Regions from separate parts of the Mus musculus genome. Here all the other regions are linked to region 6. Evidence: chromatin contacts called from public HiCAR-type and promoter capture Hi-C data. All regions are on one chromosome and are shown on one strand. Each heading gives the region's core, a stretch centred on a gene start, on an enhancer-like site or on the middle of the called end of the contact. The rest is flanking DNA. Distances are from core to core; before and after follow the strand shown.

Evidence for each region. Promoter capture Hi-C pulls out the DNA fragments that hold promoters and counts their contacts. HiCAR-type assays count read pairs that join an accessible place to other places.
Region 1: a promoter capture Hi-C map of pre-B cells shows a contact between it and region 6, with 4 times the contacts expected there. The contact joins the promoter of Sf3b6 here to the promoter of Dnajc27 in region 6. A contact is called at or near these places in 9 of 39 promoter capture datasets (the 3T3-L1 cell line, the C10 cell line, embryonic stem cells and 5 more), 3 of 484 Hi-C or Micro-C datasets (the C10 cell line, natural killer cells and pre-B cells), 1 of 115 datasets of contacts at active chromatin or transcription factors (stem cell-derived neural progenitor cells) and 1 of 9 other capture datasets (adipose tissue).
Region 2: a contact with region 6 is called in a promoter capture Hi-C map of pre-B cells, with 4 times the contacts expected there. The contact joins the promoter of Rab10os here to the promoter of Dnajc27 in region 6. A contact is called at or near these places in 1 of 39 promoter capture datasets (pre-B cells) and 2 of 484 Hi-C or Micro-C datasets (CD4 T cells and LSK cells).
Region 3: a HiCAR-type map of astrocytes shows a contact between it and region 6, with 2.1 times the contacts expected there. The contact joins the promoter of Atad2b here to the promoter of Dnajc27 in region 6. A contact is called at or near these places in 7 of 39 promoter capture datasets (the 3T3-L1 cell line, the C10 cell line, cranial neural crest and 4 more), 1 of 484 Hi-C or Micro-C datasets (pre-B cells) and 3 of 115 datasets of contacts at active chromatin or transcription factors (the 230-238 cell line, astrocytes and memory CD8 T cells).
Region 4: a contact with region 6 is called in a promoter capture Hi-C map of pre-B cells, with 3 times the contacts expected there. The contact joins the promoter of Rab10 here to the promoter of Dnajc27 in region 6. A contact is called at or near these places in 4 of 39 promoter capture datasets (the C10 cell line, cranial neural crest, erythroid cells and 1 more) and 1 of 484 Hi-C or Micro-C datasets (pro-B cells).
Region 5: a contact with region 6 is called in a promoter capture Hi-C map of stem cell-derived epiblast-like cells, with 2.2 times the contacts expected there. The contact joins the promoter of Mfsd2b here to the promoter of Dnajc27 in region 6. A contact is called at or near these places in 5 of 39 promoter capture datasets (the 3T3-L1 cell line, cranial neural crest, hippocampal neurons and 2 more).
Region 7: a contact with region 6 is called in a promoter capture Hi-C map of pre-B cells, with 4 times the contacts expected there. The contact joins the promoter of Fkbp1b here to the promoter of Dnajc27 in region 6. A contact is called at or near these places in 9 of 39 promoter capture datasets (the 3T3-L1 cell line, the C10 cell line, cranial neural crest and 5 more), 3 of 115 datasets of contacts at active chromatin or transcription factors (astrocytes, bone marrow-derived dendritic cells and microglia) and 2 of 9 other capture datasets (adipose tissue and embryonic stem cells).

What each region holds. Positions count from the first base shown.
Region 1 is chr12:4,815,990-4,819,129 of GRCm38.p6, forward strand. It overlaps Sf3b6 (splicing factor 3B, subunit 6), which reads left to right and starts at 1,619. Exons shown (of 4, transcript NM_025323.2): 1 at 1,619-1,830. The coding sequence starts at 1,801. It also overlaps the pseudogene Gm20348.
Region 2 is chr12:3,234,247-3,237,414 of GRCm38.p6, forward strand. Rab10os (RAB10, member RAS oncogene family, opposite strand) reads left to right here and starts at 1,545. Exons shown (of 7, transcript NR_015551.1): 1 at 1,545-1,683; 2 at 3,039-3,166.
Region 3 is chr12:4,915,848-4,918,737 of GRCm38.p6, forward strand. It overlaps Atad2b (ATPase family, AAA domain containing 2B), which reads left to right and starts at 1,506. Exons shown (of 28, transcript NM_001362349.1): 1 at 1,506-2,074. The coding sequence starts at 1,862.
Region 4 is chr12:3,308,321-3,311,374 of GRCm38.p6, forward strand. Rab10 (RAB10, member RAS oncogene family) reads right to left here and starts at 1,649. Exons shown (of 6, transcript NM_016676.5): 1 at 972-1,649. The coding sequence starts at 1,098.
Region 5 is chr12:4,872,914-4,875,973 of GRCm38.p6, forward strand. Mfsd2b (major facilitator superfamily domain containing 2B) reads right to left here and starts at 1,446. Exons shown (of 14, transcript NM_001033488.2): 1 at 1,358-1,446. The coding sequence starts at 1,423.
Region 6 is chr12:4,080,837-4,083,914 of GRCm38.p6, forward strand. Dnajc27 (DnaJ heat shock protein family (Hsp40) member C27) reads left to right here and starts at 1,738. Exons shown (of 7, transcript NM_153082.4): 1 at 1,738-2,037. The coding sequence starts at 1,951.
Region 7 is chr12:4,839,816-4,842,968 of GRCm38.p6, forward strand. It overlaps Fkbp1b (FK506 binding protein 1b), which reads right to left and starts at 1,758. Exons shown (of 4, transcript NM_016863.4): 1 at 1,584-1,758. The coding sequence starts at 1,620. It also overlaps a transcript of Wdcp not described here.

The DNA of each region.
Region 1 (3,140 bases), core at 369-2,868, 740 kb after region 6:
ATCTCTCTCCTTTGGAAGGTGCTGATCCTATTAGGAGAAGAATGTCAACTGCCCAGCTCTTGATGGTTGCTGGGCTCTCTGTGGCTTAATAGTAGGAGCTGTTGTTAGTTTTAGTGGGCCCTGTTTTTAAAACTACTTCTTTGTTTGTTTGGGTTTTTTTGTTTGTTTGTTTTTTGAGACAGAGTTTCTCGGTATAGCCCTGGTTATCCTGGAACTCACTTTGTAGACCAGGCTGGCCTTGAACTCAGAAATCTGCCTGCCTCTGCCTCCAGAGTGCTGGGATTAAAGGCGTGCGCCACCACGCCCAGCCTTTAAAACTACTTTTTAAATGAGGTAGTCGGATCACTAGTTTGCTCGATCTAGGGATAATGAGGTGGGTGGTAAGTGAAAGAAAGTAGGATTGTCACCCAGAAAACTGCCTTTGTACAAACAGCTTGCTTTAGGGAGCCTATAAATAAGTCTGCTACCTTGTGTACCAATTGGTAACTGTGTTCAGATAATTAATTCTCTAAACCCTCCCACGTATTTCTATACTTCATATTTATATGTTTCTATCAGAATGAGCAAAAACATGGCCACAGTATTAAGTCTTCACATAGGCCCACGGCTTTGTTTTCAGGGTAGACCTCTTCTCAGTATACCAAAAAAGCCTATGTAAGCTTGGACCTTCGACAGGTTTATGTTCCTAAAATCCTCTGTAGCATCATAGAAGGAGCCAGCTTTGGGAGTATATCCCATCAGTTTCGCAGCGATAAGGCTTCAGCATTCCTTTTGTGTTAAGCTATGTAAGTCTGTCACTTGCACTAGTATTTTACTGCAGCCTTCAGTCTTACCTGGTACAGAATGAGGGTGCACATTTGAAAGCATGCTCTTTCCTGATGGGAAGTGAAAGGGTGTGCTGTTTTAGATACTCAAAACATTAGGGCTAGGCAGGATGGAGAATAACAGGGTTAAGGCCTTTCTTCAGGCTGATAATCTTTTCCTTAGTACAAACGCCGGTGAAAACCTCCACGGAGCAGATTCTGCCTTTCTCTGCAAACAGCCCCCAACGTCTGCTGCTGGTTCTTGATAGAGTCTACCCGGCAACTTATATTCAAGTGGCTAATATGTGGGGGCTAACAGGAGCGCGGGCAAAATCGTCTTGGAGCTGCCCTAGTGAAGGAGGACCTCCGAGCAAACTCGGAAGTGGCCTCTCTTCCCATGTCCTGTAAAGCTGGTCTAAGGAAATAAAAAGATGCATGTGACGGGTTGTGTGCTCTGTTTGCGTGGACAGGGGCCGCGGGAACCGGGTGAGGGAGTTCGACGGTCAGGTGAAGCGCGACCTGAGGCCCAGGGCCCCGGGATCGGCCTTCCGAGCAAAGTTCAGATTGGGACCTCTGTTGGAAGCGCTGGCGAGCCGGGTTCCTCTCCGAGACCTGGGCGCGCTAAATCGCAGGCTCTGGGTCTGATCTCTCTCATGGACCCCGCCCCTCGCTCCTTAAGCCACACCCCCTCAAGCGGAACACCTCCCTTCCCTTGGCATTCGCCCCGCCCCTTCCGGTCCGCAATCCGGAAGCGTTCTGGAGCTTGCTAGTTCGCTTTCCGGCTTGAGAATGCGTTCTCTGTAGTGTGACTTGGAGCATCTTTTCTAGGAAGTAAACGCGTCCTAATTTGAGACGCGGACTTTCCGGCATTGCTGTAAAAGCTTCCGGCGCTACCTGGCTGTAAATACTCTGTATCTGACGCCGTGTCGCCCACGAAGGCGATCAGGTTTAGAAATATCCAGAGGGATCTTACGGTAACCTACATCAGCCCGCCAAGATGGCGATGCAAGCGGCTAAGAGGGCGAATGTGAGTACCCCGCTTTCTGCGTGACAGGGAAGCGATGTTGTTGCTTGACTGTTGCTGCGTGCCTGGGGAGCGTTTTTTGTCCCTCCGCCCATAGTTGGGGAAGCTTGTTATCAGTTCTGTCAAAGGAGGTTCTGTCCTGGGCTCGTCCTCAGGGGTGTGTTCTTTGAGCGACTTTTCGCCCCACCCCTATTGAGAGCCCCCTGGCATCAGTGACCTCGTAACGCCTAGGACCAGGCGTTAGGCTCTTCTGAGTCCAAAAAGACATACGGAGTAACTATTTGGTTCCTTGCCAGCTGGAGCCTGGGATTTTTCTCGAATGTAGAACTTTGGGAATCCTCTATTAATATTATGTAAGCACCTGCTTTGTCTCTTGTCTTACAAACGGGAAGCAATTCATCAGTTGGGTTTATTCAACACTACTGTGTAAAGGACTAGTCGGGCTTATGTTCTACTGTTGTCAGTGAGTGTTACCAAAACCTTTAAGGAAAAAAAAAAACATCTTTCAGGAAATTAAGAAGTGGTTAAAACTTAGAATCACACCAAAACAAAGACACATAATTGACCATTGGATATCCTGATGAAGATTTTGGGCAACCGCGATTATGTGAATCATTTCAGTGAATGAAAACTTAGTTCCTGTAAAATAAAAAGATGGTAGGAGTTAGGACAAAACTGTAGAGCTGATTCTATGATTTTTCTTATTAATAGAGAAATTGAATTGTTTTAAAGATACCTACAGTGCTTTTTATAGACCAACGAGAGTGAGCCAACATAATGGTAGAGACCTGATATGTAAGATTCCAGAGTAAAACTGGAATGTGGCTCAGTGATTGCCTAGTGGGCGTGAGTCTGGATTTGACTCCCAGCACCTCAAACCATGACAACCAAAAATAAGTAAAGAGGGGAGTGGTTGGTACACCAATAGAAGAAAAAAATGGTTGGATGGACATAGATGGATAAAGTTTACAATAGGAATATATAGTTACCATTTGATCATATCTGTTTTCTTCAAGAAGTGTGGAGCCCCGGGTCATATCCTATGTTGGCTGAGAAGAGTATAGAGCCTTTTCAAATTTTACAGGGGATGATGATGGTGAAGTTTTAGGAGAGAAGAGAGAGACATACACAGTGTTTTACACAGTGAAAAAGCAGATTTACTGGAGAAATATATTTGTGTGGCAGTTGTTGATTATCAAACTTGACCTGGAAATCTTAAACTTTTATAGTCTGTCTAATTATCACCACTACTCATTTGAAGGTAGGGATAAGCGTTTTTACTTTCATGTTTGTTTATTATTGTATGTGCACAT
Region 2 (3,168 bases), core at 295-2,794, 850 kb before region 6:
ATCTCTCAGATGGGGTGGTCACTGCATCCCATGTGGGATGTTCACTGCATCTCAGGTAAGATGGTCACTGCATCTCAGGAGGGATGGATACTACATCTCAGGTGGGGTGGTCACTGCATCACAGGTGGGATTGTCATAGTATCTCACGTGAGATAGTCACAACATCTCAGGTGGCATGGTCACTGCATCTCAGGTGGGACAGTCACTGCATCACTAGTGGGATTGTCATCCCATCTCACTTGGGATGGTCACAACTTCACACGTGGGATAGTCACTGAATCTTAGGTGGATGGTCACTGCATTTCTGTTAAGACGACTCTCTACATCTCAGGTTGGATAGTCATTGCATCCCATGTGGGATTTTCACTGTATCTCAGGTAAGATGGTGACTTCATCTCAGGAGAGACGATCACATCTCAAGTGGTCACTTCATCTCAGGTGGGATGGTCACTACATCTCAGGTGGGATAGTCAACTGCATCACAGGTGGGATTATCATCCCATCTCACCTGGGATGGTCACTACATTTCAGATGGCATAGTCACTGCATCCTAGGTGGAATGGTTACAACATCTCAGGTGGCATGGACACTGCATCTCATGTAAGAATCACTCAGGTAGAATGTTCACTGCATCAAAGGTGAGATGGTCACTGCATCTCAGGTGGATGGTCACTGTATCTCAGGTAGGATAATCACTGTCAATACATCTCAAGTGGCATGCTCACTACATCTCATGTGGGATGGTCACTGCATCACAGTTGGGATCGTCACTGCATCTCAGGTGAGATGGTTACTGCATCTCAGGTAAGAGTCATTACATCTCCCTTGGGATGGTCACTGCATCACAGGTGAGATGGTTACTGCATCCGCTCCGGTTGGTGTCAAAGGATATGGATTTGCCTGCGGTGAAGCGGCCACGGTGAGGGGAGGCCGGGCATGCGGGCGCTTCGACCCGGTGACAGGGCAGCGTATTAATACGGTACGTTCCTGGGAGGTTAGACCCGGAGATGTACAGGTAGGAACTACACCTCCCAGCGTGCCTCCCAGTGAAACTCGGGGCTACTGTGGCGTCACTTCCTATGGCAAACAGGAAGTCATGCCTAAAGCAGGAAATAACTGCAACTCCCAGCATGCTTGAACCCTAACTTCCAGACAGGAAGTTCCTCCGTTCCAACAGGAAGTGAGTCCTTCTACCGCATTGTAAATCTCACGAGAACTCGGAGCGGCAGCGTGACATTGAAGACTTCCAGTTCCGGGTTCCGCTGATCAGAAGCGGACAAGCAAACAGCGGATGTGCAGTTCCTCTCTTCGCCGAACCCGGTTTTCCCTTTCGGAGCAGCGCGACCGATTTCCGGTTTCCCCGCCGCAACCACCGTTACCCCCCCCCCGCCCCAATCCCCGGCGACTCCAGCGACGTCACCGGTTCAGCTCCTGACCTTTCGGCGAACCGCAGAACCACAGGCGACCCGTTCGACGTCATCACTCCCCGCCCAGATGTCGCTGTGACATCACCCCGCACGTGCCTGCGCTGGCACCGCGTCGTCCTGGCGAGCGCCTCCTCGCGGCGGAAGGAGATCCTGGGGTTCGCTGTGCGAGACATGTCGGCGGGGTTTCACGTGAGTGACACTTGGTCCCCACGGGATTGACAGCGACTAGCGGAGTGGCATGTGGACGTAGCTTCAGGTGAGTGACCTGTTTTTTCCCAAGAGGCACTGACAGACAGGCCAGGGACGGAGCCTGAGCGAGGGCTGGGAGTGGCTGAGCGTGAGTGACAGGGGCCTGGGGCGGGGTCTTAACTAAGCTCCTGCAAGAGACATAGATTTGCATGGGGTCTAAGTTTCATTGCTGCTCGTTTGCATGAATTTGAGTGAATTTGAATGGCTGCTTGGTTTTGTTCTACCCAGGTTTATATAACCTCCCCTGACCTGTATAAATTAGCATATCGTGTACGTTGGGAATTTGCATACGCTCATGTGACATCAGTTTCGCATGATGAAAATTTGCATAAATTTGCATAATGACAGCTCCCCTGAGTAAATTTCCATAAACATAAACGATGTTATGGCTTTACTCTGCGTGTATTTGTCATGTAAATTTGCATGCATTTGCATAAAACTGCATGACGTTATGGCTTTTCCTGAGTTCAGATGATGTCACAGTTTCCCTCCTTGCCATTGACACGTGTCCAGATGATGTCATCACCCTGTGACACCCCCCCCCCCGCATTTGTATATATTGTATATATTCTCTTGACGTCCTGGCTGGGGGTGTGCCCAAGAGTGATTGAGTCATTGTGGGCAGGGCCTTGACGCGTGTCTGACCCCACCCATTCACCCCTTCCCCCCACCCCAGGGCCTGGCCTTCATGGTCGTCCATCCTGCCTTCCCCGAGATGCTGAGCAAGGCCACCTGGCCCTGCCTCCAGTACTTTGCCGCGAGGGGGGGGGGGCACAAAGGTCAGTGGGAAGGGGCCTCAGGGTAGCTACTTTCATCTTTTTAGGAAGATGGGCGTGGTCTGTTGGTGGCCATACCCACTGTAAGTGGCATCATGATTGCAGTTCTGAGTTTGGGAGAAGAGGGTGGGTTCTGGGGATGATGGAGCGGGGAAATGAGGTCACCACACCAACCACAAGTGATGTCACTTCCTGCTTTTTGGGAGCTTTATGGGCAAGACATCAGGATGGTGGGTGGGGCCAGGCCCACTGGAAGTGATGTCATTTTCAGGATTTCTGACTTGTGGGTGGGGCTTCTGTGAGGGGCTGCCAGGAAGTCTGGTATGATGTCACTTCCAGCTCCACCCGTCCCTCCCCCAGGAAGACCCAGAGACCTTGACCCTGTGGTGGTGTGTGGCCCTGCCCCTTCCACACCCATTGCAGGCCTCGACCCTTTTCATCTTATCCCCGCCCACTTCCCAACGCCATTGCACACTTCCAGCCAAGCCCACTGTGCCTGGCCATGCCCTCCACTTCCTGTCCCGCCCATCACCTCAGGCCCTGCCTGCTTACTTCCTGTCATGCAAATTTGTGCAAATCTATTCAGGTGACCTCACTGACCCCGCCCCTGACTCCACCCCTTGTGATGACCCCACCACTGACCCACAGGCCTTGGAGGGGCTGATCCTGGAGAAGTCAAAGGACCAGGAGGACGCCATGGGGGGTGCTGTACAGGT
Region 3 (2,890 bases), core at 256-2,755, 830 kb after region 6:
CTAGTACAGACAGCTGTGCCCTATGCTCTCCATGCCTGCTTCCTCTTTCTTTCTTTCTTTCTTTCTTCCTTCTTTCTTTCTTTCTTCCTTCCTTCTTTCTTCCTTCTTTTCTTTCTTTCTTTCTTTCTTTCTTTCTTTCTTCCCTCCTTCCTTCTTTCTTTCTTTCTTTCTTTCTTTCTTCCTTCTTTTCTTTTCTTTCTTTCTTCCTTCCTTTCTTCCTTCCTTTCTTTCTTTCTTTCTTTCTTTCTTTCTTTCTTTCTTTCTTTCTTTCTTTCTTTGATGTATTTCCCCTCATTTTGTAGTTCAGAATGTATCTCTAAAGGAGTTCCTTAGGTCCTTGCTTGAAGTAGGGGCTCGTGCTTCTTACCACCAGTTGTACTTTACTGATCTCTTGTCCATTTGTTGGTGAGCTTTCTTGAGAATCAGAGGGTCTCATTATGTAGCTCTGCCTGTCCTGAAACTCACTATGTAGACCAAGTTGGCTTTGAACTTATTTACTTATTTATATATATATATATATAAATACACACAACTACTCTGTACATTCTATATAGTGAGGACTGAACAAAGCTTATTAATTTTTTGTTTGGGGTCTTACATGGCTAAATGTTATAACTATGAAGCTATTTAGTCTTTATTCACTCTTCACTTTTTTAGTGTAATAATCAGGGGAATTTCTGCCCAAATAAAGACTAGGCTCTCTATCTTAGATAAACTGTGATGCTTTGAAATGAACATTTATTCTTCCCTCTATAATTCCAGACCTTTCCATATTACATTAATTTAATAATTACATAGTACTTTGACTTTTTTTCCTTTGGAAGTGTTTTGTCTTAATTCTGCACACCGGTAGGATGGAGATAAAAGATGCTGCAAAATCCCTCCGGTAGACTTGGCTAAAGTCAAAGGGAACAACACTTGAGTTCAGTGGTTCAAATCTTTAATCCTGGCGCTTGGGATGAATGCAGAGTTCAAGGCTAGCCTGGTCTCCATAGTGAGTTTAAAAAAGGATGCAGAGTTCCTAGAGTTGTTTTTTCTTAGTTTAACTTGCGTGGATTACCGCAGGGACTTCTTTCATTCATTGCCATTATCATTTGGACAGTCATGCAATGTGCAGCCCAAGTTCATTAGGGGTCTTGCCCAAAGTACCTAGGCAACTGGAACCCCTCCGCACCGCACCGTCCTCTCCATTCCTTCTACTCCGCGCTTGGTCGGCCGTTCCTGGCGTCCTCCAGGCCACCGCAGGGGTCTGGAATCTGGGGTCCTCGGTCTTGGCCAGGCGTTGAAGGGTCCGGACTACGTTCCACGCGGAAACCCATCCTGCGCCCTGGCCGGCTCTGCCCATCCCCCAGTCTAGACAGGGCAGCAAAAGCTGGCCACTGTGGGGTTCACAGCCCAGAGCGCCTCCCCGCAGGCCTCCCGCCGATGCTGACGTCACGTCGAGGCGGGGCCTGTGCAGAAGGAAGGGCTGCGCGTCCTTGCAGCGCCCCGCAGCGGCCGCGTCCAGAAGCGGCCTTGTCGGCCCTGCGGCGCCAGAGACCTGACGCACGGAGCTCGATAGAGAGAGAACGAGAGAGAAAGGGGCAGACATGGCGGCTCCGCTCGGCTCCCGCTGAGGACCGCTGAGCGGGCGCAGGGTCTGCGCGGCCGGCCTGCAGCCTCGCTTCCGCCTCCCGCTCCCTGCCTCCTCGCGCCGCCGCCGGCTTCTGCTCCGCTCTAGCCTGTCGGGCCTGCGTCCCGGAGAGGCAACGCGAGCCGGCCCGGCGAGGCTCCGCTGGCCCCTGCCCGCCGGCGGGCCGGCCTTCCTCGCCTCTCCCGGGAGCGGCGGGCGCGGCGTGGACCCGGTCCCCCTGGCTGGACCATGGTGAACACCCGGAAGAGCTCTCTGCGCCTTCTCGGGTCCAAGTCTCCTGGGCCCGGGCCTGGGCCCGGGGCCGGAGCCGGAGCGGAGCCGGGGGCGACCGGCGGCAGCAGCCATTTCATCTCCTCTCGGACCCGCTCCTCTAAGACGCGCGCGGCCAGCTGCCCGGCGGCCAAGGCCGGGGGAAGCGGCGGCGCCCTGGACGAGGCCCGGGTAAGAGCGGCGGCCCACGGCCGAGGCTTGAAAGTGCTGGCCCGGCCGCCCGGGCTTTGTCTGGCCGGAGACCGTCTTGCGGGTGCGGTGGAGGGTGGCAGCCGCCGAAGGGCCGCGACTCCAGCACCTTAGCTGAGCCGGCCCGGTTCTTTTGTGTAAAGAACAGCACTCGAGTCCACGGGAGATGGCTCTTGGGGTTCCTTTCGGGGACATTAGAATGCTCTGCCATCCGTGTCCTTGCCCGGCTTTAGAAGGGAATTCTAGAGGAAGCAAGAATTTAAGGCTGCAGTGCCTGGCTTGGAAGGGGAGAAGAGAGAAGTGAAAGTTTTCTGCGGTGTCAAACCCCTCTTGAAAGTGTGTCAGCTCTTGCCGCTGTCTGAGTTTACTTAGTTTGGGGGTGGTTCAAGTTGGTAAGGAAGTGAACAGAGCTCCAGTTGGCAGGCAGGCAGGCAGGGATGCTGAAAAAAGTTTGTAGCTGCACTGACACCAACTTTAAAAACAAAACCAACGCTTAACGCCTCTGTAGGCAAGGCAGATCAGACACGGTGCTGTAAGCTGTAGGGCGAGCCAGCCAGCTAACCAAGGTTCTTGTAGAGAGCAGAGGACTTTCAAGTTACAAAGGGAGTATGTAGAAAGAAACGTGTCGAATGGCCATCGTGACATGGTTTCTACATTTCTGTTAAGGAAATGTTTTTCAAAAGTCAAACTAGCGTTGTTGTGGTCCGTACAATTGCAGAAGCAAGAGTTGCTTTAGTTCTTTAGAGATGAGATCTGAGATCCTGAACTTTTATCACCTGTAGTGTAAAACATGAAGCT
Region 4 (3,054 bases), core at 399-2,898, 770 kb before region 6:
CGTGAAGCTAGTTACATTTATCACAAGTTTTCCTGCACTGCTCTAATGCCGGAGCTGAGGTTCAAAAATGAAAGACACCGGATACTTTAAAAAACCAGGGAGGGGGGTGGTCATGTACAGTTACTTTGACAAAATTGATGTTGGTGCCAGCGTCAAAACGACTTTCTTGAAACCTTCCCTTTTCATTTCCGAAACAGGAAACCCATTTAAAAGGTCAGTTTTTATTTCCATACCAAGTAATTCCGAAATATGTGGTAGTACATTAGAAGTCCTTAGAGCCATGACTGACGAAAGATTTTCCTGTAAATTCTAACATCAAGTAAAACATTAGAACTTGACTTGATTCCATTGGGTTGAAAACAGAAACCGTCCATCTGCTTCGTTGAGGTCTTGAAAAAGCACTGTGAGCCAACCATGCCAGATTCCCACCCCAAGCACGAAGGGCCTCCGATTGTTTGACACATCAATGGTTCAGTCAAGACAGCCAACTCACTTTCCCCCGCCCCTCTCATTTTCCTTAATGATTCTGCAACTCTCAAGTTTACTCCAAGTTACAGTCAGATAGAATATTTTCTCTTTGACCCCCAATTCGGGCCTTTGCCACATAGCCAGTACTGCTTCAATCCCAACCACTAAATTACGTCTATTACAAATAGCACATCAAGTAACTTCATGCAATTATGGTAAGGCCAGGCAAGTCACTTAAAGAAACCGGATTCTGGAACGCTGCTAAATGCTGCATATTTTGTGCCAGAAGGCACCGAACAGAGAAGGAGACTTGAGACCGGATGGTAAGCATGGGAAGACCCCGCCCCAGTAAGGCTATTCCGATTCCAACAGTAACTTAGGTCTGTCGTCTGGAATCGGAATCACTGGAACAAAGGCGTAAATTCCGGGAAGCAAGATGTCTGGAATAAAAGAAAACGGCTCGCGGCTACAGAGCCCCCACACCATCCTCCCACAGGTCTTACCTATGGTGGAAATAAAGGTGGTATTGAAGGCATCGTCCGAAAAACGAAAAAGGACGCAGGTCTTGCCCACTCCCGAGTCCCCGATCAGGAGCAGCTTGAAAAGCAGGTCGTACGTCTTCTTCGCCATTGGGAGGAGCGGCTCGGGCGCTCGCCGCCGGTAGCCCCAAGGGATCGGAACTGCTCACTACAACCAACTCCTCACCCGGGCGTTCTGGGGCCGCAGCAGCCGGGTAGCGTGTGCGGAAGGAGAAAGCAGCTCTCGAGACGGAGCAGGAGACCTTCCGAACGGCCTCGTCGAGGAAGCCCCGACGGTGGCGGCGCCCGTGCCTCCGAGGGGCGGCGCCCGCGGCTCCGCAGCCTCTCCCAGCCGCTCCGCCCGGTTCCGGGGAGTCGGTCGGGACAAAATGGCCTCCCCTCCCCCCTCAGCGCAGCTCGGCCGGGACGCTCCCACGGGCGGACGAGCGAGCTCTACGTCGAGGGAGCGCGGCGGGCTTGAACACGGCCTCCGCCCGGAGCAGAAACCCCGCGCTAGGACACGGGCGAGGGCAGCGGGAGGTCTCGCGAGCCGACAAGCCCTGCTACATAACCCCAGGAAACAGAGCCGCCCCGGCCAGAGCCACCTTTTTCCCCGTGCCCTCTCACGCCGGCGTGCGCGCAGCCTGAGACGCACGCAAGGACGTACACCCGCCCTTCTCTCGCGCCCTCGCCCCTGCGGCCCGCCTCTGCGCACGCGCGCGGGCGGGCAAGTAGGGCACGCGGAGGCGGGACCAGAGGGGGCGAGGCCGCGGGCGCGCTCCCTACGGCCTCCTGATTGGGTGAGCGGCTTGACGAACACGCCCCGCGGGGGAGGTGCGGCCCGGGAACTGCGCAGGCGCACTACGTCCGTATAGCTCCTGCCCTCCCTCCCTTGCCTTTTCCGGGGCGCCCAGCTGACTGCTGGAATCCTCTACTCCCTCTCAGTATCCTGTTGAGGAGCTAAGGATGTTAGCCCAGCGACGGGCGTGGCTGGCTGTGTGTGTGTGTGTGTGTGTATAGTTCATATAGATGAGAGAGAAAGAAGTGCTCTGGGCCACTCAGGAACCTCCTTACTAAACCCGGACATCTCCAGAAGAGATCCCGCTTGTGGGCTGGTCCTGACAACCTGGTCTCCTTAAGAAGCTAGAGTTGATAGAGCCGGGATTCCAAACTGAAAAAGGCGCAGCGCTCCTGGGGTTGGAATGATGTCATCGGCCTGAGGAACCCCGGGTGCGGGGAGAACCTCCCTGCGAATGGAAGCTTCTTTGCTGCTTCGGGCCTAAGCAGCCCTTGGAATCCCGGGAGCTGAAGCGCTCTATTCAGAAAAGGCGGGCGGTCACTGTAGCCAAAGTTGTACCACCAAATCGAAAATCTGAAAGCCTGCCCCATCCCAACCGATCTCTTCCTTGCTTTTCACTTGTTTGTAGGTTGGTTGTTTTGTTGCAAAGTCTGTACACCAGTACTGACTTCCAATTCATGAATCTCCAGTCTCAGCCTCCTGAGGGCTACTCTGGTGGGGTAACTCCACCACACCTGTGCCATGTCTTTTCTCTAGTTTTGTCCCTTTTCCCTCTCTCCCTATCAGTTTTATTTACACCTCCCTTTTCTTCCTTTCTATAGTCGAAATAAGCAAATTTCTAACTTACCTTTCTAAGTATGCTCCAGCACCCGCAGAATGTGATGGTAGAATGGTTGAACCTGATGAGCTGATTCACCAATAAGGAGATTTTTATTTAGGTAAATTTTATATACACACACACATAACTAATTAGCATATAACAAATATATAAGCATATTAAATAAAAATAAGCTACACTTTGGCAGACACCTCGCCATCACCAACATGTGCATTTCATGTGTAAGTAAAGCCTTTGATCATGTTCTTTTCTGACCATCTTAGATGTGATCATGCTCTTCAAAGACTTGTCCTCCTTCTAAACACCCATAAGCCTTTGAAGGTGTTTGTGTTCTCTAAACCATCTCCCAGTTGATTCTCTGATTGGTTTTAGTTTTCTCATTAAACTATATCCTCCAAATCATTCTTCCTCCAGCTGGGACTGTCGTGCTG
Region 5 (3,060 bases), core at 196-2,695, 790 kb after region 6:
AATGTTTCTAAGCAGTGAATGGCTATGAGGATGCTGTAAAGTAATCTTCAACTAAGGCTAGGAATCATTTTATTTTTTTCATCCTTTGGGGGCAGAGTGGGGTGGGAGGGAGTGTGGACTTCGTCCATTTCAGTATCTTGTAGACACCACCACAGGCAGGCTGTGAGGAAGGGAAAGGTCTTCCTAGATAAGGCATATCACAAACTTCACACATTTCCTACCCTAGGAGAAAAACCACACTCAAGGCTGGATGTATTCTTCTTCTGACATCTGTGTGGACATCATTGCAACTGCCAGAAAAACTTTACAGGCAGAATCCAGTGTGAGCGGATTCCCATCCTTTAATGAGTCTCTTGTTTACCCTAAATGGGCCTGTGGAGGTTTGAGATAATAGAAAGGCCGTTACAACAAACTCCAGCTGAAACTGACATGAGACAGACTCACACACTGAGTGATGCTGGGTCTCCTTACCCCATCAGCCCCATAGAGTCCATGGAATCTACACTACACTACATGGAGCGAACAAACTGGCTGTGTGACCTGCGGAACTTGTTGCTTGATAAGCAAAATGAAGACATGCACCTCATAGCATTATTAACGTAGTCAAACACTGCTGCTTCATGGCAGTCTTAGGTTTCTTTTCCTTTTTCCATTAATATCACATATCACCTCAGTTCTCTAAATTCTGGGAGAGGTGAGGTCCCACCCCACCCCCAGTACCATCTTACCATCTGAGATCTGCAGCCACCGGGCCATGTCTCTTACTCATCCACTTTTCCTAACTGTTAAGGCGATAGCTCTAATTATATTTCCCAGAACATCAAGAAATCTTCCTGCCTTAGCCTCCCCAGTCAGGTACTGAGACTACAGGCACACCTAGGCACGGGGTCTCCCAACTGAGGGCCACTTTTTGCCACGAAGAGAACGCAGAGGGTCTAAGGACCTTGGGTTCCCATCTCCCCTCTACCCAAATCTCTCAAGCCCCTGCCTGGGCATCCGGAGAATCCTCTAAGGAGAACTTGGTACCTGGCGAGCACCACAATTTCGGAGGGAGGCTAAGTCAACCGGAGCTACCAGGAGTTTGGGGAAAGGAGGCAGCTCCCTTCGCTGGGCTAAGAAGCCTCCAGGAGGATCTGCAGTCAGGACACTGGAGATCTGGTCCTTCCAGCCTGCCTACTTGAATAAAGCTGTGTTACTTCACACTAGGACTTGGGATGCCTTCCTATTTTCTCTGGGGTGTCCCAGTGGCGCCAAACCACACACTACCCAACAACTGGACAAAGTGCTGTGGTAGGTTCTTCCCTGCTCTTGGGAGCGCTGAGTAGCCCGGCTTCCCTCTTCCCACCCTGACGCTCACCGAGCCTGGCTCCTGGGTGTGAGGCTCTGCGACAGGAGCGGGGGTGGGTCCATGGGGCACCGACATCCCGTGGCTGTTAAGCTCCGACTGCTGCCGCAGCGCAGTCACTATCGGGAGGGTGGATCTGGCCAAGTGGGCGTGGTCCCATTGTGCAGGCAGCCCGCCCTCCGGGAGCTCTAGTAGCCGCGTGCCACCTGAGGCAGCAGTGTGGGGATACCCAGGACCTCGAAGCTTCGGGTCCTCCTCTCCAAGGAGGAACTCCAATCTCCATACACCTGGGAAAAAGCGGTCAAGTCCTCAGGGACGATCTTGTTTGTTTCTTGGCAGACATGTTGTAGACAGAAACCCTCAGCTAACCCCGCCTTGGGTGAAAGCCAGCAAATAAACCTATTTAAATAAAGCACTTCACTTGTCCAGATTAAAACTGTGGCTGAGTGGACTCAGCCCGAACTACACATTTCCCAGGCTTTTCCTATAGGGGACTTGCAACTACAGCTGTGCCACCAAGTCCTGGAGGGTGAATGAAGTGTGGTGGGTGTGATAGCTCACCCAGGACATACTTTCAAAAGGCAAAAGACCACACTGTATAAACACCTAACAAGAAAATAGTGTGACTATCCTTCCTTGTATTATCAGACTACTGAAACAATGGGTCCCAGAAATTAGTCGACCCCTACCCCCAAGGGGGGAAAAAAACCCAAAACCCAAAAAATTCCTCCTAGGAGTAAAGGGGCTGGGCAGCCAACTTTTTTTTTTTTTTTTTCCAAGACAGGGTTTCTCTGTGTAGCCTTGGCTGTCCTGGAACTCACTTTGTAGACCAGGCTGGCCTCGAACTCAGAAATCCCCCTGCCCCTGCCTCCTAAGTGCTAGGATTAAAGGCGTGCGTCACCACGCCCGGCTAGGGCCAGCCAACTTAAGAGAAAGATTTCCAATGTGTCAACTTTGATGTGCTGCGGCGTTACATTCTCTTGGAGATGGACTTCGGAGGCCACTGGATCTTTGGATTCCTCTCCTCGGTGTGCTTGGTATGGTCTGCTCACCCCACCCCACCCCCAAAATAGCTTTAGCCATTTTGTTTCATACCTGTCAATCACCAACACAGAGAAGTGACTTGGCTCAAGGCCATGCTAACCACATACCCTGTTTTGTGTTTTGTTCTGTATATTTTGAATGTTCTATATGAGGTTTGCTGATCTTAAGAGATTAAAAAATAAAAAGGAAAGAGAGAAAAGAAAAAGAAATTCCACAAAGCATTACATGGCCATCAAAGTTCAATATTAACTGTTATATCTGAAATAGCTAGAGTCAGAGCTGACCATGAGGCAGCCCTTCCTGCACCTCCCTATGAGCTCATACATACATATGTGAGCACTGCATGTACGTATGTGGTTTTTGTTGCTGCTACTAATAAACCAAAAGTTATAATTCTTGTGCTGCTATCCCAAAGCTCTGCAATTCTCCTGCACCCATCCACTAACCCCTTTACCTAACCCAGGACCAATCAGCCTAAAGGTTAGCTGATAACACTTTGCTTAGTGAGCCAACTGCTCCCCTCCCTGCTCTTTAAACCTTTGAACCTGGTTTTTCCTGTAAAAAGTCTACTCTGAGAGATTAGTACCGCAATTAGGCTCCCGCAGTCCTGTCGGCGGTCCTGGACGTCCAGCATTAAGGTGTGCGTTCAGTAAACTAATCTTGCTTAACTG
Region 6 (3,078 bases), core at 488-2,987:
TCATTTCACTAGTAGCTGAGAAATAACAGATCAGATGGTGCCGAAACACAGCAGTTTACATCTCCTACAGTATTTCCCAGGGCCACATATTACATTGTTATGCCAATTATTGGAAAAGGTTCTATCTTTTTTTTCTTCAAAAAAAGCATTTAATATTTTAAATTAAGCATGCTTGAAACTGACTTAAAGTAACTACTGTCATCCACTGTGTCTTCCCAGACTTGGTTTAAGATGTTTAAAGCCCTGTGGGAGCAGAAACCTTCACCTTGGGATTACTGAGAAATTGTCAGCCATCTTTGTCAATCTCTGTTTACATCTGTAACTGAAATTATTGACTAAAAGAATAGTGTGTCTGTCAGACTGACTTTCATTCTAACAGTTGCTTTCCATAAGAAGTTATCGTAAAATTTATGATTCTACCTTATCTACCTTATCTTGTCAGGTAAGGGGAAAGGGAACAAGATTCTGGGTTAAGCCTGGATGTTGGCAGCTGTGAGAATCCCACACCATCACAGAGCTGGACAAACCTTAAGAACTATCCAGCCAGTCTTCCTCCTGAGGATGGGGGCCATTAGACTGATGCCAGAGAGGGAAAATTAACACACACACACACACACACACACACACTGCCTCTGCTCCAAAAGGCAACTCTGGTTTTCAACCAGGAAAGAGTCTTGTTCAAGGTCCTTTTCCAGAACCAGGGTCAGACTCCCAATTCTCATCTGATGCTACCTTCTTCGATGAAGCCTTTGCAGGCTGTCTGCAGATTGAAGCAACCGTCCATTAAGAATAATCAGGGGAGGGGTGATTATGTACTAAACAGATACTTTTTTGTGTGTGATTATTCCCTAAAGGACAACAATATAGACTAACAACTATTTACATAAGAATGATATTTACATTGTAATAGCATTTACTTTGTATTGAGTAGTTATGCTGGCTTTCTTGGGTTTTGGGTAGAAGCCAAGAAACTCACTTCTGTAAGAAAGCAGGCTGAACGGAGCCATGAGGAGCAAGCCACTAGGCAGCACTCCTCCACAGCCTCTGCATCAGCTCCTGCCCCCAGCTTCCTTTCCTATCTCTCCTGTCCAAATTTTTTTTGATGTGTAAGCCAAGTTAAACCCTTTTCTCCCCAAGTTGCCTTGGTTATGGTGTTTCTTCACAGCAACAGTAACCCTAAGACAGTGGGGCAGATAATGTGAGATGACACAAGTAGGCTGAGGATGTGCATAAGTTACATAAAGCTTTCTACACATGTACAATTTATACATAAAGGTTTTTATATATTTATTTTGAAACAGGATTGCACAATATAGCTCCACCTGGCCTTGAACTCATAGAGATCCGCCTGCCTCTGCCTCCTGAGTGCCAGAATTAAAGCGTGCGTTTGCTCGGATACCATCTTTAGGTGACTGGGACATCCGCAGAATCCACTGTGATCCTGGGCTCAGTCCTCTGCAGAAACTGTAGTCTGCAGTCACTGTACTGACGGAGAGGAGGATGGCAGCAGAGGCACCCATCGGTGAAGATTCCAGGAAAAAAAAAGCCTTTGGCATGACTGGGCCTTACACTAAATGTCAAAAACTCCCCGTGACAGCCGCTCTATTTCTGCCACCATGTACAGACCAATCTTGATGCCAGGCAAAGAAACCCCAATCGCCTGCAACCGGGCCGCACTGGCCCAACAGGACCCCAAGACCCAGTCCTCCCGGGCCCCGCAATGACGTCACGGCGCGCAGTCATCGCGAGACTCCGCTCGCCCTCCGCGGCTCGCCGCTTCCCAACCGCCCTCGTCCGTCCGCGGCCAGGCAGCGGTGGGGATGGCGAGCCGCGGAGCCAGGGTGGTGACGAGCACAGCGGCTCCGTCATTGGGCGAGGAGGCCTGAGGGACTCCAGGCTGGCTGGGTGCGTAAGGACACCACAACCCGCGGCCCCGGCAGAGCGAGGGCGATGGAGACCAACGTGCCGAAGAGGAAGGAGCCCGCCAAGTCCCTCCGCATCAAAGTCATCTCCATGGGCAACGCCGAAGTGGGGAAAGTGAGTACCGCGTGCTGCGAGGGCAGGACCTCCGCGTGCTGTGAGAGCGACATTCCCATTGGCTAGGAGAGCCGCCACTCAAAAGCTTGAAGCTCCGCCTCCTCTCTGCTTAGTTTAGCATCCTGAGCTCACTGGGGCTTGCGGCCTCCAGAGGAAAACTATCTTGACCTTTTTGACCTTTGGGCTGCTGGCTCTTTACTGACGTCACTGTCCCTAAAAGGTGTCAGGGTGGCCTCTGATCTTTGATTGTAATTTGAAGGTAGTAATTAGATTCCGATGTCGAATGATCAGTTTACATACCAAATCTGTTTTTCCCCTGAGAGGGGACGAGGTCCTGCGGGTTGGGGAGAGTGGTTGCCAGCCTTGCTGTTTAAAGAGATGCCAGGGAGGTGTTAGATTCTAAAAAATGTAGCCCTGAACAGCCTGGAGTCTATGTTCCCACCACCAGAGCACAACAACCTAGTGTGTTTCAGGGGACATGCACTGACAGCCCTAGATCTTGTGTTTTTAATTTTTTGTATTGTCACGTCCATTTTTCTCGGAGGAGTCTTTTTTTTTAAAAAAATACCATCTTTCTGAGTGTATCATTTCTGTATCATTTGCTGCTTATTAGCTACTAAACTTCCTCTCATCTGGGAAGGGAGGCCTTTCCTAAATGAATTTAGATGCCAGTTACTCGTTTTCTTCCCTTAACGTTGGGAAACTGTTGGTTAAGAATTCCCAAGGTCGACAGACAGGGAAGGCATCCGAAGTGGAGTCTTCACTAAACCAAACGCAGAAGACCTCTAATGGGAGCGTTTGCATACTACTATGTAAGCCAGTGCTCTGTGCTAGAAGATGCTCAGGAAGTGTTTATTGCTGTTATACAATTTAGCGTGCTCCCGTTCTACATATGGACCTTCATGTATGTGTTAACAAAACAGTTGCTGAAGATTAACATTTATTGACTATTGACTATTTTCCAGCTCTGTTTTACAAAGGCAGGAGAGTTGGGAATATTGTGAGTTGGTGCAGTGTGAGTGTGAATAGCAGTTCTGTTCC
Region 7 (3,153 bases), core at 508-3,007, 760 kb after region 6:
AGAAAGCCCCACAGAAAACAGTTAAATTGGCTGTTAAAAGATGGGTGGGCGTCTGTCTGGAGAAGTAAAGGGACCTGGGAAATAGAATTAGTTGTAAGACATGCTCGAAACCTGGAATCCAGAGTTGGGATGTAGCTCATGTACAGCAGGTGCCTAGCAAGCACAAGGGTTCCACCAGGAAACACACAAATCCTTAGGGTCCTAGAGTCCAGTCACAGTGAGAGCCCATTGGTTCCATCCTGTAACCCTAGGTCCAGCACACAGTGTACACGTTCCATAAATATCTGCTAAATGAGTGGTTTGTTTAACAACTCACAAGTGGCTTGGTGAAGTTGGTTGTGGATGCATGGATAGTAAGTATCGAAAGAGGAAGTGCCAGTGTGGATCCCTCCCGCCCTAGCAATCACCAAGAGGGCAGCTGCTTGCAGAAGTAGGGGGAAGAGTCTTTTAATGATTTTCTTCCTGAGGGAGGGGCCCTTAAAGCTCTGCATTTTAGGGGACCTGTGAGAAAAATGAGGGGACTGAGAACGGAAGTCAAATGGAAGGCGGGGAGAACGAAGATGGGGAGACAGCTCAGAGGCTGTGTGGGTGACAAGGCCTGGGAAGAAACGTGTATCTGCAAGGAGTGATCTGGGCAGTATCGGGTACTTCCAGGAAGCCCTCGGTTTGTAACCAAGAAGCCCTTTAACTCCCTGCGAAGGAGCATGCCAATAATATCCAACAGCAAGTTTGCTTGTTAAACACTCTGGACCTTGGGGGTGGCTTTTGGTCTGGATTAAATTTTGCTTAAGAAATAGCTACTCCTTGAATATGTTGAATACACCCAGTTTTCTAAATAGTTGAGGAAACTTGGTGAGACAGGGAACCCAGAGATAGATAGACTGGGAGGAGGGGGTGGGGTGGGGCGATGAACCAAATTATGGAACGCGAGTTGTTTTGACCTGGCTGACCCGGCACCATGGACCCCCCAGGAGGATCAAGCAGCAGGTCCGAAGGCTGGGTTTTGACTGAGGAGGGCATGGTAGAGGGCAGATGACCAGGAAGGGTGAGTAGGACCGGGAGGGTGAAATAGGAAGCAGAAGCAGCCAAAGGAGTGGCAGGCTCCCAAATTGGCTCTCTCCACAACTAACCACTGCCCAGCCCTGGGGGCCTCCAGACAAGAGGGGCGGGGAGGTGTGGTGCAATAGGAGGGGTTTCTCTGTACAGCAGGAACCCCCAAAGCGAGATCATCCCTGGAACCGAACAGGAAAAACGGAACAGAAATTCAAACCTGGGAAGTCAGTAGCAGCGGTTAATCGAGAGGTTGCAGCTCAGGAGATAGCAGCCGCAGCCTAGGACAGTGGCTGGACATAACCCCCTTGCCCTAAGGTGGCCGCCTTCACTCCCCAAGGTGAGCGGGCGCAGAATGGGATGGTGCGTTGTCCTCTGAAACCCACAAGAATCGGGGAAGGAGGTCTCCTCCTGTCGCCCGCATCTTTGACCCTCTCCCCGCTTCAGGTCCCCGGAGCCACCTCGGAATCAGATCCCAGCCCGCGGACTCCGCCCCGGGACCCCTCCTCCTCCCGGGCCCAGCCGCCCGGTACCGTCTCCTGGGGAGATGGTCTCGATCTCCACGCCCATCACGGTCCCACAGGCCCCGCCTCCAAGGGGGTCCTCGCGGCTGCCCCGACCCCGGCTCCGCTCTGGCGCGGACCCCGCAGGCACTCCCGCTCGCCTTCTTGCCGCCACTGCAGAGCCGGAGGAGGTGCGGCTGGAGTCAGGACCTGCGCGGGGAGGGGCCGCCGGGAAGGGGGCGGCGGGGTGGAGCTGTGCGACAAGGTGGGGTCGGCCGGGGCGGAGCCCGAGGGAAGCGACCCTGACGTGGCTGCTCCGGATCCTGGCCAGACTAACCACCATTAACCCACTGGCTGAAAGGGGAGGCAGGGTGAGCGAGGCGTGCCGGCACTAGCACATCCACACATCTATCCACTCAGTGTATATTTATTTAGCACCTACAGGGTGCAAAGCCCCAGGGAGTCCACTCAATCCTACAGACTAGGAGAAAGTCGGTAATTAAACTAACTCTTTAAATACGTGTGCTCAGTGCCGTGGGGTTCAGAGTAAAACGGAAGCACCCGAGACTGATACCTACCCGGGTTAGGCTTCCCGAATCTATTGGAGCAGAGCCGGCGAAGGGAAGAAACCAATTATTGACGAATTTTCCTCAACCACCTTAAGACCACATTCATCATTCCTCAAAGTTTTACAGCAGGTATATGTATTGGAGGTCTCACCTTTCAAGGTAAAGGACTGCTCCCTGGGGATTCCAACTGAATTAAAGGAGGATCAGCTCTGTGCTGAAGATACAGCGACAGCCTGAATGGTGAATGCTATAGAAGGAATGAATGAATTCTTTTACCTCTACCCAAACCAAACCAGGATCTAAAAAGATACTTTTGTCCTTCCCCAATCCGAATTCCGCTTCCTTGGTCCTGGGACTTGAATCCAGGGAAGCCAGGGCCTGTTCACTCACGCTAAGCTAACAGAGGTTACGTCCATGGCCCCTAGGAAGATACATTGGGAGGAGAAAACATTTGCTTGAAGGCTGAAGGAGACTTTAAGAAATGCCCCCCACCCCCATCTTTTCTACACCCGTTGCACAGATCTGAATTTGTTTCTGACAAGAGCCAATGGGAGGTGAGTATGGGAGAAGGACCTATTTATTCAAAGGCCCAGAACTGGAACTTGACGCATTTTCCTCAGTTTCTCCATCTCCACTCTTCCAAGTGGCTAGCTCGCAGATACTAGCTTGCCAGGATACAAGGACTAAAGTTGGTGCTCAGAAAAGCTGGTTTACGGTACTGTGCACGTTAGGATCAGAAAAAAACCCGTGTGTGTGCCCTAGAGTCGTCAGGGCTTAAGGCAAACAAACAAACAAAAAAGCTTAAGACACCCCACCCTCCAACCCTGACCCTCACCCCCCTACTGGTTATGGCCTTGGGCAGGTACTTTGAGATCGGGGTAGAACAGATCTGCTACTTGGGCAGGCCTACGAGGCTGGCTTCAGGTAAACGGATGTATTTACATTTTGGGAGTGATATTTTATGGGATTTTTAAATGTGGAGTTCTTGACTCCCCTCTAAACTAAACACTAACTTTTTACACATGTTGACT